Regions from separate parts of the Sus scrofa genome. Here region 1 is linked to region 2. Evidence: chromatin contacts called from public Hi-C data. All regions are on one chromosome and are shown on one strand. Each heading gives the region's core, a stretch centred on a gene start, on an enhancer-like site or on the middle of the called end of the contact. The rest is flanking DNA. Distances are from core to core; before and after follow the strand shown.

Evidence for each region. Hi-C and Micro-C count contacts between places; a contact is called where the count stands out from the background.
Region 1: a contact with region 2 is called in a Hi-C map of liver, with 4 times the contacts expected there. The contact joins two enhancer-like sites. A contact is called at or near these places in 2 of 47 Hi-C or Micro-C datasets (embryonic fibroblasts and liver).

The regions. Positions count from the first base shown.
Region 1 is chr8:66,853,150-66,858,814 of Sscrofa11.1, reverse strand. No RefSeq gene overlaps it. Among named protein-coding and RNA genes, the nearest start is that of SULT1E1, 18 kb to the right of the region's middle. Within about 2 kb of position 3,599, at least 1 of the 83 cell types and tissues checked has an H3K27ac peak or open chromatin away from gene starts, as enhancers often do. A contact at or near this core is called in liver, where this site is marked.
Region 2 is chr8:65,962,451-65,967,387 of Sscrofa11.1, reverse strand. No RefSeq gene overlaps it. Among named protein-coding and RNA genes, the nearest start is that of YTHDC1, 120 kb to the left of the region's middle. Within about 2 kb of position 1,372, at least 2 of the 83 cell types and tissues checked have an H3K27ac peak or open chromatin away from gene starts, as enhancers often do. A contact at or near this core is called in liver, where this site is marked.

The DNA of each region.
Region 1 (5,665 bases), core at 2,350-4,849, 890 kb before region 2:
AATATTTTAAATCAAAGACAATGTAATTCTATCATCTTATACTTTTTATGATCAAGCTATGACTTTTAAGATAATGTGATCTTGAATTAAGTACTAACTGGACTAAAGAAAAAGAGTATATGGGAGGTAATGGAATAGGTCTGAACAAGTAGAATCTTGATATTTTTTGAACTAGCCTGGGATAAAATTAAGGAATCTTCCCATTTCCTTTTTTGGTAACTTGTTCTTCTTTATGGAGCATTGTCTTGCCGTATTTCCACAAGTCCACATATCTATTTACATATATTTTATGTCCTTATGCTGTCCCAAATTGTCTTACTTCCTATGTTTCTTTTCCTTCTTTGAAGTGTCCTAAGTCAGAATGTGTATTTCACCACTTTCTCCATCTCAGTCTTATCCAGTAACTACTTACAGATATCTACTAAATTAGGTAAAATCTCTTAAGTCGAGCAAAAAGTTGAAAAAAAAAATCCATTCACAATAAGCTTCCATTTATCTCTCACACCTTAATCTCCTACTTGATATAGTAGCTTGTATTCTGAGATGTGCTACTGACTATTTTTCTTGGAAAATACCCTTGATTTTTTATTTCCCTGCAGAATGTTTGGTCCTGTCCAAAATGTCTGTAACGCATTTAATCCATGTGACATTTGTCCATGCCTAAAGGTCCTTGATGTTTGGTCCCATCCAAAACGTCCATGAGCATATTTGTTTCCTGTCCGGTGGTTTTGGATAGGAGCAAATGTCTGCTAACCTCCCATTTCTGCATTTGTTCACACTATTGTCTTTGGCTGTAATTACCTTTCCACTCTTCTTGACCTGCCAAGGCCATTTCAAGTTTTATTTTTTCACAATAGCTTTCGCATGTTTTATTCCTATTAAATTCCAGAGCTCTATTTTATATTTCCTTTCTTGGTTTATGTTCTTTCATATAGCAAAATATGTATGCAATTCACAGACATCATTCATTCATTCATTTTTCAATTACAGAATAAGTTATAGTGATGGGGAAGTAAAGTTGAACATATGGATTCTTTGTTGAACATGGATTTGGAAAATATGCCTTAAGTATTCTTTTCAAAATCCTAAATAAAACAGACACCATAGGCAGTCAGGTTAGGAATGATTATCTAAGTTTGTTTTTCTTTGTAGTGTGTGAGGGTGCCTGACATAATCATGTAAAAGATTGCAGGGAGAATGACCTGCTATGAGGATATCCAAGAGATGACAACAATCCTAAAATGAGGGGGAAAAAGACAGGAAATTGTTGAGGATTTTCCAAAATTAATGATAGGACCTGAATTTAATTTATGCTTCTTTATTACTACTGGAGCTAATAGGAAATTATAGGGGAAGTGGTAACTCTTTGACTTATAGAGTCAGAATTTTGAAGGTAATTAGACACACATCAAGAGAGAAAGTCTTAGGAATTAAACATACATGTGAAAGTTTAATTAGATGCTTAAGAGATTCAAAGATTGGAGATATATATATATATATATATATATATATGATCCAATTTGCTGTACACCTGAAACTAGCACAACTTTGTAAGTCAACTATACCCCAATAAAATAAAAAATGGAAGTTGCATAGACACAGGCCAAGAGACCAAGTCTATAAATGGAGAGAGAGAGAGAGATGCATTCAAGAAATTTGAGTACTGAAAATCAAAATGTCTTACACTAGGAAAACATTAATCAAGAGGAAGTTATTTCATGGAGTATGCCTGTATGCACAGTGTATTCTAAAGCAATTTGTATCAACAATAGGTATTATCATATGTATCTTTTTTTAATCTAATAAATACTTATGAATTTGATTTGAAAGTGTTCCTTATGTTCACTTAAAAATGTTGCCTCGTTGTGAAAAGCTTTTACTCTTGTTACATAATTTTAGTATTTTTACAACTCTGTTAATGACCAAATATAGACAAAGTCTGTAATATGACGTGAGGGTGTCTTTAATTTCTTTTGGTGACATTTATATTGCTAATGCTATTGGGATTTGTTGCCACCTTCATAATGAAATAAGGTGTTAAATTTAAGTTAGAGGTCAATAAAAATCAGGAGATTTTTTTCCCCACATTTAAGTACACAGCCTTCCTAAATTCCATCCACAGATCCCAGATTAAGAACCTCTGAAGACATATTTCCTCTTATCCTAGCAAAGGAAAAGAACAACGGGAGTCAGGTCCCATCATTTCATTTTGGGCTATAGCTCATTGGTCTGAAAGTCACATGATCCCATTTAACTCCACAGGGGCTAAGAAATTCAGTCTTCTAAATGTTCGGGAAGGAGAGGAACACCAGATGTTAGGAAGTACGAGTGAAATCTACATCATCGCTCATGCAGAGTACTGAGAAAATTCCTTCTGTTTAGAGGCTAGGCTTTTAGCATCCTTACCTACAAATATGCAAAAAAAAAAAAAAAGTTGTTAAAATTACATTAAATAAGAAATCAATGAAAATCATTCAGTTCTTTATTTACTAATTAAATAGTTTAATGCCTAATAATGTTAGACACCTGGGTTGGTGTTATGGGAAAACATATGAATAATAACAGTTATTTTACTCAGAAATATTTTGTGGGAGTTCCCGTCGTGGCACAGTGGTTAACAAATCCGACTAGGAACCATGAGGTTGCGGGTTCGATCCCTGCCCTTGCTCAGTGGGTTAACGATCCAGCGTTGCCGTGAGCTGTGGTGTAGGTTGCAGACGCGGCTCAGATCCCGCGTTGCTGTGGCTCTGGCGTAGGCTGGTGGCTGCAGCTCCGATTCAACCCCTAGCCTGGGAACCTCCATATGCCGCAGGAGCGGCCCAAAGAAATAGCAAAAAGACCAAAAAAAAAAAAAAAAAGAAATATTTTGTGAAACATGTAAGTATCAAAATAAATATGAGTTATACTTTGATTCAAAAGTATTGATCAGTGGTTATGTGTTAGACAATTACCAGGGAAACAGCTATGACTATTAAATGTCCTGCTTTCATGAAGCCTATGTTTTATTTTGGTGGAGGGAGAGAAAAAACATGAGAAGACCTATATTCTTACAAATGTGTAACATGCTATGTGGAGATAAATTCTGCGGATTACGATAATGAAGAGTAAAGGACTGAAGTTTGGGGGAAGTCACTATTTTGTATAATTTGATCTTGAAAGGCCTATGAAAGTGATATTTGAGCAAAGCAAACAAACAAACAAAAAACCTGAATGAAATTTATACTTTATGAAGAACAGAATGAAATCATTTATAGGGTATAAAGTGTTATCTCTGTGCTGGATTTTCCACCCATCTCCATGTAGATGTCTATTGACTTCTCACAATTAGAATTCAAAATTGAAGGCTTATTTTATTCTCCCATTCCTGAAGCTCATATCCCAGGTGAATGAATTCCAAATAAAACATGCTTTGACCTAGCCTCCAAACTTTGAAATCATTCTTTACTTTACTCTCTCACTTATCATTCCCAAGCCCTGTTGGCTCTAGGATCAATTCTTACCAAATCCATCACTTTCATTTTTATCCAAGCCAGCATGGTCCATTGCCTGGACAGCTGCAAAAGCTCCTGCCAGCTAATGAATGTTGCCACCGTCTGGTTCAACAAGGCTTAGGTCATTAGCCACTGTGCTGGGCTGATCTTTTACCCACCCTGAGAGGAGTTCAGGGTGGAGAGTAGGAATGAGACACACTCTGTGCTTTGGAAAAACTGGCAGAACAAACCTTCAGATAGATATTTTCAGGAGAAATTTTTATAAACTCAAATTCTTGCTTAGAGAAGCACTAAAATCGTTAATGGATACATGGGCTCCTCACGACTAGCCTCAAACTTCTACAGAGATGTTTGCTTGGTTGCACATGTCCTCTTCACCAAAATCACATATATTCTGACCTCCCTCCACCTCTTTGGAGCAGTTCCTCTCCGACTTCTCTGAGAAGGTGTCTCCCCCACCATAGTCCTCAGTAAGCCCCACACAAAACTGAACTCACAACCCTCATGTTGTTGTGCGTGGTTTTCTCCAGTTGGCAGCCCCAACTATTCCTTCTTCTTCTCCCCTTGCCTGCACCTCCAGCCTCACCTTTATTTTCAGCACACTCCCTGTTGCTGAAACTTGACCTCTGTCCACAGTTGCCGAATAGAAATGCAGAGATGGAGTTCATGGTGAAGGAGAAAAAGATAGCTTTTACTACTCTGCCAGGCAAAGGAGGGCACAGAATGCTAAAGCCTTAAAGACTCTCCCTTATTGGGAAGAATTGCAGAGAGTTTTATAGCAAAAAGGAGAAAAGTAGGATTCCAGATAAGAATCAGGGTTGAGGCCAAATATGCATTCTTCTTTCTTTCGATGAATCTTTAGTCATTGAGGTTGGTGTCATGAGATCTCAGTGTGATCCTAGTGATCTGGGTTATCATGTCTCGATTTTTCCAAAAATAAAAATACTTGCAAAAAAGGCATGTTGATCAGAGATTAGGGCAATCTGGGAAAGTACTCAAAAAAAACATCTTGTCCATGCTGCAGTTGTGAATTACGCCACAGCTGTGGCAACACAGGATCTTTAAACCCACTGTGCCAGGCCAAAGATTGAACCCGACTCCCAGGGCTCCAAAGACACCACCAATCCCATTGTACCACAGGGGGAACTCCTATTTTTTTTCTATTTTCTTGATACTATCTTTTGAAGTACAGATGTTTTTAGTTTTTATAAAGTCAAGTCTGTCCATTTTTTTTCTTTTGTTGCTTGTGTTTTAATGTCATCTAAGAATAAATTATCAAATCTAAAGTCAAAAAAAAAATCCTTTGCTTATATCTTTGACTGTCAGGCAATGGTGCAAAGGGTGCTTAATCTGTAGTTTAGAGATGGTTGTGTTCAGGGTGCAGTTAAGCCAAGGAGAAGCACAAGGCAGGACTCTAAGCTATTTAATTTTAAAAGAGTCATTCCTAAAAGAGCATAAGGAATATAATTTTCTCTTAGGTGTATGAGGTGACTGAATTGATACCAGTAAATATTTTTAAGTAGAAATCAGGAGTTCCTGTTGTGGTTCTGATAACGAACCTGACTAGGATCCATGAAGACACGGCTTCGATCCCTGGCCTCGTTCAGTGGGTTGAGGATCTAGCGTTGCCGTGAGCTGTGGTATACATCTCAGACCCAGCTCTGATCCTGCATTGCTGTGGCACAGGCTCGGCAGTTATAGCTCCAATTTGACCCCTAGCCTGGAAACTTCCATTTACTGCCAGCACAGCCCTAAAATAAATAAACAAATAAATAAATTAGTTAAATAAAATAGAAATCAGATGGCTCAGTCCTCTGCTCAGATCTCTGTGATGAATGCTCCAGAACAACAATGGATGTTAGAGTACATATGGCTCCCCATCTCTGTTACCTCATCTCCTCCTACTTCCACTTTTTTCCTCCATCGACACTAACCTCCTTTGTTCCCCAAACATACAGGGCATGTCTTAACTTGGCACAATTGCACATGCACTACACTTAGGCTGTAATGCTCTTCCCCCAAATAATTTTATGGCTCACTCACTTTTCGTATTCAGATCTCTGTTCAAATACTGTCTGCTCAGAAAGGGCTTTTTTGACACCATATCTAAAAGAAAATAGCTCTACCCTACCACTCTGCTTTACTTTTTAGAAATCCATGCTAACCATTATCTG
Region 2 (4,937 bases), core at 123-2,622:
ATTGCATGTGTGGATCTGTGTGCCCCTATCACAGTCAAGATGCAAAGTAGTCTGATCCTCATGCTACCCATACCTGGCTTCTTCCCTACCCCCCTGTCTCCAGGCTCTAAGCCCCAGCAACCATTAATCTGTTCTCCATCTATGTAATTTGTTAGTCCAAGAATGTATACAAATGCAATCATACAGTATGTAAACGCTGGAGGCTGGCTTCTTCCCTCAGGATGATTCCCTTGAGATCAATCCATGTTGTGCGTATCACATACACAGTAGTTCATTCTTATTTTTTATTACTGCTAATAATCTACAGTATGGATGCACCAGTTTGTTTCACCATTCATCCACTGAGGGGCACTTAAGTCGTTTACGGTTTTTGGCTACTGTTAATACAGCTACTATATGGGTATGTATGTGGGTGTGTAAGTTTTTGTGAGAACATAACTGCTCATTGCTCTGGGCTTAATGGTCATAGCTCAGGTTTTGTCTCTGAAGAAACTGCCATGTTATTTTCCGATGCCTTCTTCCTATTTTTTTAACCTCTTCGTACCTCTACTTTCTCTCTGTGTTTTTAAGATGTGTGAATAAATCTGATTTCAACACTAGACCGTAAGCTCTGTGGGTTAGGGACCATGACTGATTCATTTTTACAACTTGCACAGTTCATAAGAAAGTATGTTATTTATGGCACATTCTCAGTAAAGATCTATTGAATAAAGAGGGAAGATAAAAATAAGCAAACATAGTAATGTATGTGAAATGAAAAAGAAGGCATTACTTTGGGAAGAAAAGAATGAACAATATTACCTTCATGAATGTTTATGCCTTAATTTCTATAATTCTGAACTTTACCACAGTACCTCCATTCCATGTTAGTGTATATAAAACCTTGTTTTCCATTTTCCTACATGCTACACAAACACAGGCTAAAGACACGGTTTAGATGATGATCCTATCCTCATGCTTGAATATATTTCATGATACATAATATATTTAATGGTTTTAGGACACTTCTGAATCAGCTTCTACACTGTAGTTGTGAAATGGATTCCAATATAGAGATATACTCAATAGATATTTGTTGTTCTTAATTTTCATAACCAAAATGCTATAATTTGTCCTAACACAGTTTTTATTATACAACTCTCAAGGTGGTGTTGAAGACAGAGGCCAGTTAAACGCAACTATAAGATCTCCCGTGGAGTTACCTGGTGGTTCAGTGGGTAAAGAATCTAGCATTGTCACTGCTGTGGCTCTGGTTACAGCTGTGGGACAGGCTTAACCCCTGGCCTGGAAAATTCCACATACCATGGATGAAGCAACAAAAAAACAAAACTCTCTTATTTGACACTGATTCATGAATCAGTACTTCTTTGGCATAGCTGTATCCAGGTTAAATAAAAACCACAGTCAATAATCTTGCATACCCTTGACTCCTCTGCTTCTCTCTTGCTTCATCACTGTGACATTTGCTTTTATCAAAACCCTGATAAAATCCAAATCTCCACCTATTCTTTTCCTATACTATGCAGCCGAACATGTTTGGAGAAAAATCCACAACCAGACTAACTGGTCTAACTTCAAATTCACGATCACAAACTTCCAGCGTGCTCTCAGTTTCCCCCACATCATACTATATTTCTCTATTCGCTCTTTCATTCTTCTGGCCATCTATTTCACATCTCTTCCTCTCTTCACTTCTCCTATCACCTCCTTATCCATCCCCATTCTCCACTGATGACATTGCTTCTTACCTTCTTCCCTGAAAACTGAAGCATCATGAAGAAACCCTCTACCACCTCTACTCACTCACCAGCAACTGTTGCACACTCAGCCTGCTTGTCTGTTGCCCCAGGTGCTCAGATGGAAGCTGATCCCTCCAACACGTCAGGGAGGAAGAACTTTTCCTTTCCCTCGTGGGACATTCTTCCGGATGGTTTAGAAATTAAATTGACATGACACAGCTGAACAGGAGAAAATCAAGTAAAAGTTTAATAACATGTAAGCATAGGAGACAACTGATTTGGATGCCCAAAATGGCAGAAGCCCTCACCTTAATTAGCTAAAGACAAAAGAGGACGTTAGGGGTCATGATCTGGAACTTCAAAGTATAGAAGGCAATACACATGATATGGAAAAGCAAATGTTTGCTAAAAAGATGTTTGTAGCCCATACAGAGACAAATGGGACACAGAGCAGACTCATCTCTAGGCCTGCCCCCAGTTCCCCCAGCACACCTGGTCCACAGTCTTTGATGACAGCTCTATTCTGGGAACAAGTCCTTTATTTAATTTTTTTAGGCAGCAAAGAAGTGGACAAAAAGAAAGACTTCCTGAATCTTGTTTCTTAAAAACAATCAGCCAAAATAAACCCTCCTGGAGTTCCCATCTTGGCATAGCAGAAAGGAATCCAACTAGGAACCATAAGGTTGAGGGTTTGATCCCCGGCCTCGGTCAGTGGGTTAAGGATCTGGCGTTGCTGTGAACTGTGGTGTAGTTTGCAGATGCAGCTTGGATCTGGCATTGCTGTGGCTGTGGTATAGGTCGGTGGCTACAGCTCCAATTAGACCCCTAGCCTGGGAACCTTCATATGCTGTGAGTGCAGCCCTAAAGAAGACAAAGACAAAACAAACAAACAAACAAAAAACCCAAAATAAATCCTCCTACCAAAGAGACACATTTTGAGGTGGCAAGTTTTGCTCCCCTACAACATTCACACTAGGTCCTGTCTCCTCTCACCTACTTAAAGCATTTGCTCTAGCAACGCTTCCCTCTCTCTCTTTTCTTTTTGTTATTTCCTGGATCTTCAAACAAAAAAGCAAATACCAAAAAAAATTATCTTGACCCCACTTTCTCCACCAGTAGCTCCTCCAAGGCTCTGGTCTATATTTAAATTTATCCATAAATTGGACTATATTTACTATTTCCTATACCTCTCCTTCCATTACTCCTCAAATACATGATCAAACTTTGGCCTCATGATTTCACCAAAACTACTCTTTGCAAGGACACCTGTAGTCTCTCTGTTGCTAAAGCTCATGGCGGATTCTCATCTTCTATGTCTTATCAACAGCATCTGGCACAGTTCTTCTCCCCTTCCCCATCATAAACCTTCTTTGTCTTCCAGGGCACCATATACTCCTGAATCTGCTACTCTTAGATTCTAAACTTGCAGGCTAGGAGTTCTCTTGTCGGTACAGCAGGTTAAAGATCCGATGTTGTCACTGCAGCGGCTCAGATTGCTGCTGTGGCAAGGTTCCATCCCTGGCCCAGGAACATTCACACTGCACGGGCATGGCCAAAAACAAACCAAACCTCCCCTCCCCCCAAAAAAAGCAGGTGAGTTCACAGATACCCTTGTTCTTGACCTCTTAATGTTGAGTAACGCCAAAACAAAAACCCTGTTAGCCGTATCTCAGTCGCAAGGTTTTGAATACCATCCACTTGATGATTTTTCCAGATTTTTATCTTCAGCCCAGACCTCTCTCCCCAAATCCAACAGCATATGTCCAATTGCCTCCTGCTTATATCCATTCAGATGTCAAATATCCATCTGAGACACAAAATGTCCTTTCTCCAAATGCCTTATCCCCACTGCCTCCCATCTCAGGCAAGACCATTCTTCCAGTTGTTCAGGTCCCAAACCTTGCAATCCTCTTGACTCCTCCCTTTCACTCATATCCACAGCTCAAGTTTTTCTAACATATTAGCCTTCTCTATGATTTTGTCTACAGGGAAGCGCACTTATCAATTGTTTGTAAACTAATCTTCAGCTTCCTTTTGAGAAGAACGTCGTTTTCCACTTCTCCCATTATCTGAAACTCCATAATTCCAGCAACATTAGCTTCAGTAGTTGAGCACTCATTTTCAAATATTCTTGTTACTGTGGAATAGAGTTCATTCTGGGAAAAGAAACATGAAAGCCTTTACAACAGCATAATAGCTTCCTAAAATCTTTTCATTCCTCATAAGCTCCTGCTACCTTCAATTCAGCTTCCTGTTCATGGGTTGTTAAGTCACCTACTTAGTCTGCAGCTTACTCTGCTTAGACACCAAGTGGAATAATCGACTTGTTTGGGCATTTAGTGACAAAGAATTGGCCTCCAGTTTCCTTGGCCTCCAAAAGGTACTTCCAGCTACAACCTTTTCAATGAACTCTAGCCTCATACAAACAGTGACCTGTTTCACATCTCCTCATAGATATCCAAGAGCTCTATTTAATGGAGCAACTCTAAAAACAAGGCCTTGGTTTCTACTCCCAGCCTCTATCAGTGGCATTACCATAAACCCTGACTGCTTAGACCCAAACCTTCTAACACAACCACTCTATCAGCAGATCCTGCTAGCTCAACCATCAAAATACACAAGACTTCAACAATTTCTTACTATATCTGCAGTCCCAATAACCAGTTTTCTCACCTAAACAGAATAACAGCCTCTGAGCTCCCTTTTCCTGGTCCCACTTAGCCTTGACAGCCAGTTTCTGCTTCCCCAGAAACTAATTTCTTGTAGCCACTGGGAGTCTTTTGAACTGTAAGTTTGACCACATCATCTTCCATTTTAAAACCTTACAATAGCTTTCCACCAAACTTAGAATAAAATTCGGAGTTCTCATTACACCCTATAAAGTTCAATGAAATGTTTTCTTTGGCCATTACCTCTATACATTTTTATCTTTCTACTCTTTCTCTAACTCAGCAGTTACTTTGGCTCCTTTGCTGTTTATCAAGCATCTCATGAATTCTGCTTCTGCATTTCTGCTTCCGTTGTCTTTTCTACCTAATGAATTATTTTCCTGGAAACCCATGTGATTTGTCCCCCTTATCATTTCATTCCAGTCTCATCTCAGATGTGGTTCTCACAGAGTATCTCTCTCAGAGTAGCCTCTGTTACTCATTGTGAAATGGAGTTTTAACTAAAGAACAACCCCCCCCCCTTGGCTAA